Regions from separate parts of the Anas platyrhynchos genome. Here region 1 is linked to region 2. The links are chromatin contacts, called in public Hi-C maps. All regions are on one chromosome and are shown on one strand. The core of a region is the stretch at or near the end of the contact, and the rest is flanking DNA. Distances in the headings are between cores, read along the strand shown. Region 1 holds the start of MBOAT2 (membrane bound glycerophospholipid O-acyltransferase 2). Region 2 overlaps MBOAT2 (membrane bound glycerophospholipid O-acyltransferase 2).

Evidence for each region. A called contact is a pair of places that touch in the nucleus more often than the background predicts.
Region 1: a contact with region 2 is called in a Hi-C map of F5 follicle, with 2.1 times the contacts expected there. The contact joins the promoter of MBOAT2 here to the enhancer-like site in region 2. A contact is called at or near these places in 4 of 8 Hi-C or Micro-C datasets (F5 follicle, liver, skeletal muscle and 1 more).

The regions. Positions count from the first base shown.
Region 1 is chr3:104,727,961-104,731,886 of IASCAAS_PekinDuck_T2T, forward strand. It overlaps MBOAT2 (membrane bound glycerophospholipid O-acyltransferase 2), which reads right to left and starts at 1,863. Exons shown (of 13, transcript XM_027455207.3): 1 at 1,643-1,863. The coding sequence starts at 1,714.
Region 2 is chr3:104,681,077-104,684,699 of IASCAAS_PekinDuck_T2T, forward strand. The region is part of intron 3 of MBOAT2 (membrane bound glycerophospholipid O-acyltransferase 2); the gene reads right to left. Among named protein-coding and RNA genes, the nearest start is that of MBOAT2, 47 kb to the right of the region's middle. Within about 2 kb of position 1,470, at least 3 of the 8 cell types and tissues checked have an H3K27ac peak or open chromatin away from gene starts, as enhancers often do. A contact at or near this core is called in F5 follicle and small yellow follicle, where this site is marked.

The DNA.
Region 1 (3,926 bases), core at 613-3,112, 47 kb after region 2:
CTACATTTTCATCCTGGTATGTGTATAGTATCACTGAATGCCACACATAACCCTTGAGCACACACACAGAGTATCAGCACTTTCTCTTCTCTGCCCTCATTCTCCCCCACGTTTGATTTGATTACACTGAACACATTTCACATTCTTCCTGTATTACAAGCTTACGATCAAGACAGACTCTTAAGCTGAGAGGTTACAGAAATCTGACTTTGAGTGTTGGGTTTTTCGCTTGTTGTGATCACTTAAAGGTGCATTCTCCTTAGTGCTGCATAATCCTATAACCCTTCAATTCATGCTTCAGTCACAAGGTTCTTCACACACACCTGGGCCTGCATTTTCTATGGTCCACTGATGTGGAAAAAACAAAACATGTATATTTTTAGCCGCTTATCAGAAAGTCTTTTAAACCCTGTGGTTAGCCACCCTCCATTGTGATTATCCCCCAAAGCTTCAGAGCTTCAAGCACAGCGCTTTACAAAACCATCTTGCCTTTCCAGGGGCATCTGTTGCAACACATTCAATACAGGGAAGTTTTCCAGGCTTTGATAAAAAGTAACTTCATTACCATCAAAATGCCATATCAGCAGGACTTAAAATAAATTGGGTAGAAGCAGCACCACGTCACGAAGCCATTAAATTTATGGCTGCTGTTATGAATAGATAATTACACGACACCAGCATCACGCCACGAAGAGAGGGTCACCTCTTATTATTTCTTTTACGGTACCCTGAGGAAGTGCCCATTTAATGGCAATCTGTGTGTGGCACCTGCCTGGAAGGACTCCACAGGTCGGAGGCACGGAGCCATGTGGCACCACCAGCCCAGGATGCGGGCAGCACCGCAACTTGCGCACCACATCCACCCCACCAGCCCGGCTCAAATCCACCGGCTTTTGGCAGGTTTCTAGAAGAGATATTTCCGTAGGTGTATTTAACCTCAGGTTGCCTCACCTCCGTTTGAACAAAAGGAAGGAAAACGAGAAAAAGCACGTAGTTTGGGCACTTCCAAAAGTCACTAAACGCGCTCCTCGCTCTGTGTTTGGCATCCCATTGCTTTTTTCCACTCGTTTTACAGAGAGGAACCACCACCTCCCTCTACGTGAGGGCACCTCCTGACCTGCTCCATTCATTCACACGTTACCACCGATTATTTTTTCCCCCAAGAATTCCCCATAGGAAGTTCCTCGGTGCTGTAAGCGAGGAGCCACTTCCAAACCCCTCACACCTTTATAAGCCCCTATAAATATACATCCCCTATAAGCCCCTATATAAGCCCCTATAGGGCACCGTTCCCCCCACAACCACCCCACACCACCCCAATCCCCCCCAAAAGCAAAAAAAAATACAAAACCTCCACACAAAAATAAAATAAAATAAAATTAATTCCCCAGCCCCACCAAGCACCCCCAGGACCCCTCCTACCACACAATACCCAGCCACCACAGGCTGTGGCTGCCGGGGGGGCTCACCCCACACCCCCCACACCCCAAAAACCGACTCTAGGATCCTGGTCGCCCCCTTTCACCTCACAGGAGGCTGATTGGGGGGGGTGTGAGGCGATGAGAGGGCTCCGGGCTCGGTGCGTGCCCCCCCCCCCCCCCAAATGCATCAGCGGATGGCTGGGCGCTCCCCTCAGCCTCACCTGGTCGACGGGCAGGCGCACGGCGTTGCTGAGGGGCTGCAGCAGCGTGGAGCCCGTGGTGCTGGTGGCCATGGTGCGGCGGCGGCGCCCCGCTCCCCCGTGGGCTGAGGCCGGAGGCGGCGCTGCCCTCACCCGCCGCTAACGGCAACAACGGCGGCCGCGGCCCCGCACGGAGCCCTGACAACAAGGGGCCGAGCGCGGCCCCCGCCGCAGACTGACGGCGCCGCCGGCCAATCGCAGAGCGCGGCCGTCGCGGAGTGACGGGAGGGTCGGACCAATCGCGAGGCGTATCCGAAGGGTGTGGGAGGGGCCGAGCGGCTGGGCGGGAGGGGGCTGTGGGGAGGGGGGAGATGGAGGCGGGAGGGGCGGTGGTGGGGGTGAGGGGAGGGGGGTGTGCGGGTGGTGGCTCCGGGGAGGGGGCGGTGGGGATGGGGTTTGGGGATAATGGGGGTGGGTTTGGGATGGGGGTGGTTTGGGGATGGGGTGGGTGAGGTGAGGGGAAGCGAAGCGCAGGGCGGCCCCGCCTTGGCTGCGGGACGGTGAGGTGGGGCTGCGCGCAGGTAGCGCGCAGGGCCGGGGAGGCTGCCTCAGGGCGGCAGGTCTGGGGTGACAGCCCCCGGGGACAGCCCCCGTCCGGCTTCCCGTGTCCAGAGAGGGCTTCAGGTGGGCAGGGACCTCCCGAGGCCCCCGGCCCAGCCCCTGGTCCAGCAGGGCCACCCAGAGCAGGGTGCCCAGCACCACGGCCAGGTGGTGCTGAAGGTCCCTAAGGAGGAGACCCCACCGCCTCGCTGGGCAGCCCACACAGCACAGGAGGGCTCCTGGTGTTCAAATGAAACCTCCTCTGCTCCAGTTTCTGCCCACTGCCTCTTGTCCTGGCACTGGGCACCACTGGGCAGAGCCTGGCTCCATCTTTGCAGCCCCCCTTCAAGTATTTACAGACCCTGATGCCAGACCCCTGAGCCTCCTCTTCTCCAGGCGGGGAGCAGTCCCAGCTCTCTTAGCCTCTCCTCACAGAAGACCTGCTCCAGTTCACAGTATCCTAAAGAGTTCTCAAAAAAATCCAAAAATGGACCTACAACCACCCATTGACTTAAGGAGGGCTGTCTACCATAAGCCTATATATGTCTACCTATAAGCCACAGTTTGTGGTTTATTAAGGGCCTGCTTCTTACATACAGAAACCTGAAACACTACAATCCCAAGTGCCTTTCCAGTAGGTTCAGGCTAGCAGTAGTTTCCCTACAGAATCACACCAGCAGTAACAAACGTGTGTGTAGCACAGCCCTTCCTCCTGCCCAGTGAATGCTCTATAATGTGAAACAAAGAGAAGTCTTCAGTGACTTGATGCGAGGACATGCAGCAACCTCTGCCAGATGATCTCGTGCAGCAGGGTATTTATTAAATGTTTCTGGTTTAGTACTCTGCCCTGCTTTTATATCAGAGTTTTCTGTTGTGTTAGTGTTCACGTTTATTCTTGTAAAATCAGCTTTTACCTTTGTTGTTCTAAATGATGTAGAGAAGGAGCTTACAAAGGAACATACTGCCCTTATCTATAAATGCTTAAGAATCTTGACTCTCGAGAGAAACCTGGTTATTCCTTGCACTTTATTAAACATTCTTTTTTACAATTATTGTGTACTTTATCTGTAAGCTATGCTATAACCTGTAGTGAGAATTTCATTTTAAGTATGTGAAAGATGAAATGCCTTGTCCCATATCATGCCAACAGCCTGAACCAGTCTGGAATAGCATTGAGGTGGAGTGATTTGCATACCCATTTAAGTTCACAGTTAATGCTAATTGGTAGTAACTGGAAAATGGAGGTAAGTGTAATTATCTGAAAACATCCGGTGTTTCTCTTACTGAATTGAAGACCACACTCTGCACTTATGTTTTAGCTTCTGGTACGGTCTTTTGTCTGCGTTTAAAGAGACTGGTTAATAGGTACAAATAAGTGGTTTTAATTAGATTTCTTCACCGCGTGACAGGCAATTACAATTGTGGTAGCATCTGCAGCTTCAGAAGAAATTGCATGATGTTTTTGTAGTAAAGGAAAGAGAGCTGCTTTCAGAAAGAGAAAAAAAAAATAACCTCCACCTTTTCCCAATTAATTCTGAATCAGTTCATTAAATCTGAGCCTGCAAATGTATATACATGTGAGTAACTTTAGGGGAGTGCAGTACCACTAGACTCAGTCTGCATTAGCCTATACATATGAATATATGCATATAAAGACTAAGCTCATTGTACCTGCTTTAATAAGTAGACATATACCTACGCACAA
Region 2 (3,623 bases), core at 220-2,719:
CTGTACAAGTCTGCCATATTATATTTTAATTGCTATTTTGAACTTCACAGACAACTAAAAATAGTCATATTTATTTTCCCCATTGAATTCAATCCTTTTAAAAACAAAAATATTAAGTAATGAAGTTTATGTTTTAATGTATTATACATTAAATGTAACATTCCATATATATACACACATTTTATAATATATTAAAAAAATACTAATCTGCCTCTACCAATGGTACTCTGCAGAACATGCAGATAAAGAGAATTTCCGTTTAAGTTTGCTTAAAAAAAAATGCAAAGGTCTCTCTTATTAGCAAAGAAAATGCATTGCCCTATAGCATTACTTCTTGTCCAATCTTTTTTGGTGTTGAGTAACGTCAAAAAAAGCTTTTTTTTTAACCTGTAAATATATATATACACACACGAGTCTACATATGTATACCAAAAGGTGCTTTATTTATTTATATATATACACACACAAACTTATAAACACACACATACAGACATGCACAGGCTTTAGTTCTTCTACACCACATGGATTTTCTTTTGGTTTCTGAACTTCTCCATGGAATTCAATATATATTTTCTATTACACTCCGTATTGCTAACCAGAATGACTACATTTAATGGATTCCTGGGCATCATTTCTGCCAGTGGAGAATATTTCCTAAAGCTCGTCCCTGTATAATCTTCTTGATTGTCTCCACAAACAACAGAACCACTAGCACAGTTCACACCAGCACAGACCACCTTCCACTGAAATAAATAAGCAGGTTTTGGTTGAATGGCTAGTTTTGCTTTTACAGGCAACCCCTTTTTAATTTAGTGTGGCCTTATTAATTCATTCCATTTGATAATCCTGCTATTTTGCCCAGCACCTCATCTATAACTAAGAAGGACATAAAGGCCCCATACAAGCAGCAGTACTAGGTCAGGCTAACTCTCCAGCTAGCTCAGCATCCAGGTTTGTGTTCCTCCCCAGAAGTGGCTAAATGCAGATGCCCATGCAAGCACACAAGCAGATCAAGGAGAGAAACCACTTCTCAGTGCTCTCCAAGGCTCAAGCCATCAGCATCTTAGAAGCCTGGAGTCAAGCATGGCATCCACACATTTAATAACCTTCTATAAACTCCCCTCACTCCTCAAAAATATGCACACCCTTATCTTTACCACCTTCTGCTGCTCCGAACACAGGGCAGAAATAGCTGGTCAGCATTTCTAAGTTTCCAGCAAAACTCCATAAAAATTAGGTACTGAAGAATGATCAAGCAGAAGCACCTGCAGATGCAAAGCTTCAGTCCCCGTGTCCCTCAGAGCCTTTGGTGTGCCAGCTAAGAAAGAGCAACCACATCCGTCAGCTAAGCCCAGAGCTTTGCATACACCAACCAGTCACGGTCCCAGGCTAACCACAACATACATTAGCTGGCTGTATTTGTATAACCAGGGGCAGGAGTTGCATTTTTGTTTGATTTTACACTTCTGGGGGGACTCGTCATCTTATAAATAAAATATTTGGCCAAGTACCTAGCATACCTATCTCTATTTGCACAAAATCCAATGAAAATAGGAACCATGACCTTGACAAAGCCACCCTTCGGGAGCTGTCGTAACAGCTTTTGTTATTTTAGGTTCTTCCCTTGCCGTGGAAGGACAACAGCATAGTACGCTATCTTGCTGGAAGAAAGTTAAATAAACCAACCAGCCCAGGGCACTTTTTCACCAGCAAGTCGGCACATCCTACAGATTTAGCCTTGAAACAAAGCTTTCATGTCCAGTCAAAATGCATTCCTTCCATTACATTAGGAAACAATATAGGCTTATTTTTTTAAACGTCTAGTTACACGGCTTTAAAAGGCAGACCTGACCACCACATAGCATCACACAATTTTTTCTTAAATTGATTTTCAGAAAAGGTGACAGAATAGCCTCAGAGTTTCCCCGTGGCCGTGTTCCAGCCCTGTGCTGAAAGTTCCTGCCTGGGTTAGGTGCTTTGCTTTTTTCCCATTGCTTGTGCCAAGGTAAAAATTGCTAAGAAATAAAGTCTTGTCCCTAGGGTCAGAGCTGACTTGTTATTAAATGCAGCTATATTAGCTGCTTCACTCCTAATGAGCGTAATTAGCTCTCATTGCTCACACTGCAAAACTCCACTCGATGCAGTTACAACATACAGTATGTTTGCGAAACTTCTGAGGGAAAAACATCAAGCAAAAAGGTCCAAAGTGCCAAAGCTCAACATCTAATTCTGTCAGCATCAAGTCCAGGCCAATAAAAATACTGATTAGAATTACTTCTGGCTGTGTAACATTTCACAGGGTAAGCTAGCCTGCCCCAACCTGTTGTTGTTAGAGGCAGAAGAGATTCCTTATTTACACAATTCCTGTTCAAAGTATAGATACACCACTGACGTACATCCTCTGGATTGCTTAGCACATGGAGCAGCTTTAAGGGTGCAGATAACCAGTCACAGAGTCAGATTATGTGGCCTTAAGCAAGTCGCAATTCTCTTGTTTCAAGAGACCACCCTCTAAAACGTGAGCAATATTAATCCTTGTAATTCATCTGGAAGCCTTCTGACCCATATGCTAGTCTGTCCTCTCATTACTTCAAACGGAGATCCAAAATGCATTGAAAAAACACCAAAATAGACAAAACCGGAGTGCCTATTAGGCTGTGGCCAGAAGGAAGTGCTTAAACCATCGTGCTTTGGCGATGAGCTACCTGGTCATTCCACCCTCCTCAACCTCCGTGAGAAGGCTTTTGGGTCTGACAGACGTCCTAAAGTACATTTACCAAGCAGACATGAAGAAATAACAGCAGTCCTACACCACTTTTGGCACCTGCAAAGCCATTTGTTCGGCCTACCTGCCACAGGTTGGCTTGCTCAGCCAGTCAGGCAGGGCGCGGTAAGATGGCGCTGACAGGCCTAGCAGCTGGCCTAGCCTCAGGGCTAATTAGCGTCTGTACGAGATTCACTCAGCCAGCAGAGAGATAGCCAGGCCCGTTGGTTTCCCTGCATACAGCCAGGCACATGAAGCCAGGGGAAAGGAGGCTTTGTTAGCTCTCCTACACCCAGAAGCGCTGAGGATCTCTGGAAGAGCTGGCTTTGTTTACTACAGATCAGCCGGAGACATTACCCCACGCCTAATGGATTTTGATGTTTTGCTACAGAATGGTAATGTAGTGGCCTGGTAAAGTAAATCTCAAACCAAGCTGAATTAAACAACCAGTCCATTTCTATCTGCAGGCTGGGCTCCAAATGCACCATTAACATATGACAGCTACAGCCACAGACATTGTTGTCAAAAATGAATACTCAAATTTTGCTATTATCCACATGCTCTCACACAGTGCTTTCTCTCACTTTGACCTCTTCCCCCCTGCTTCCTCCAAATCTGGAACGTCTCAAGGACGAGGAGATCAGCTCTGGGCTCTCATACAAAGGAGGAACATCAACCGCAACTGAAGTGTGGGGGGCGTGCTTTCATTGCTTCCCTGGGATGGAAGAAATGCGTTGTTCACTTCATTCTTCCTCTGTGTCTCCAAAGGAACGTGGAACCAGGAAGGATAGGAATAGAAAACATTGCTTTATCCTTTACTGGACTTGAAGCTGAGAGCTGAAGTTGATCCTGTCCAAAG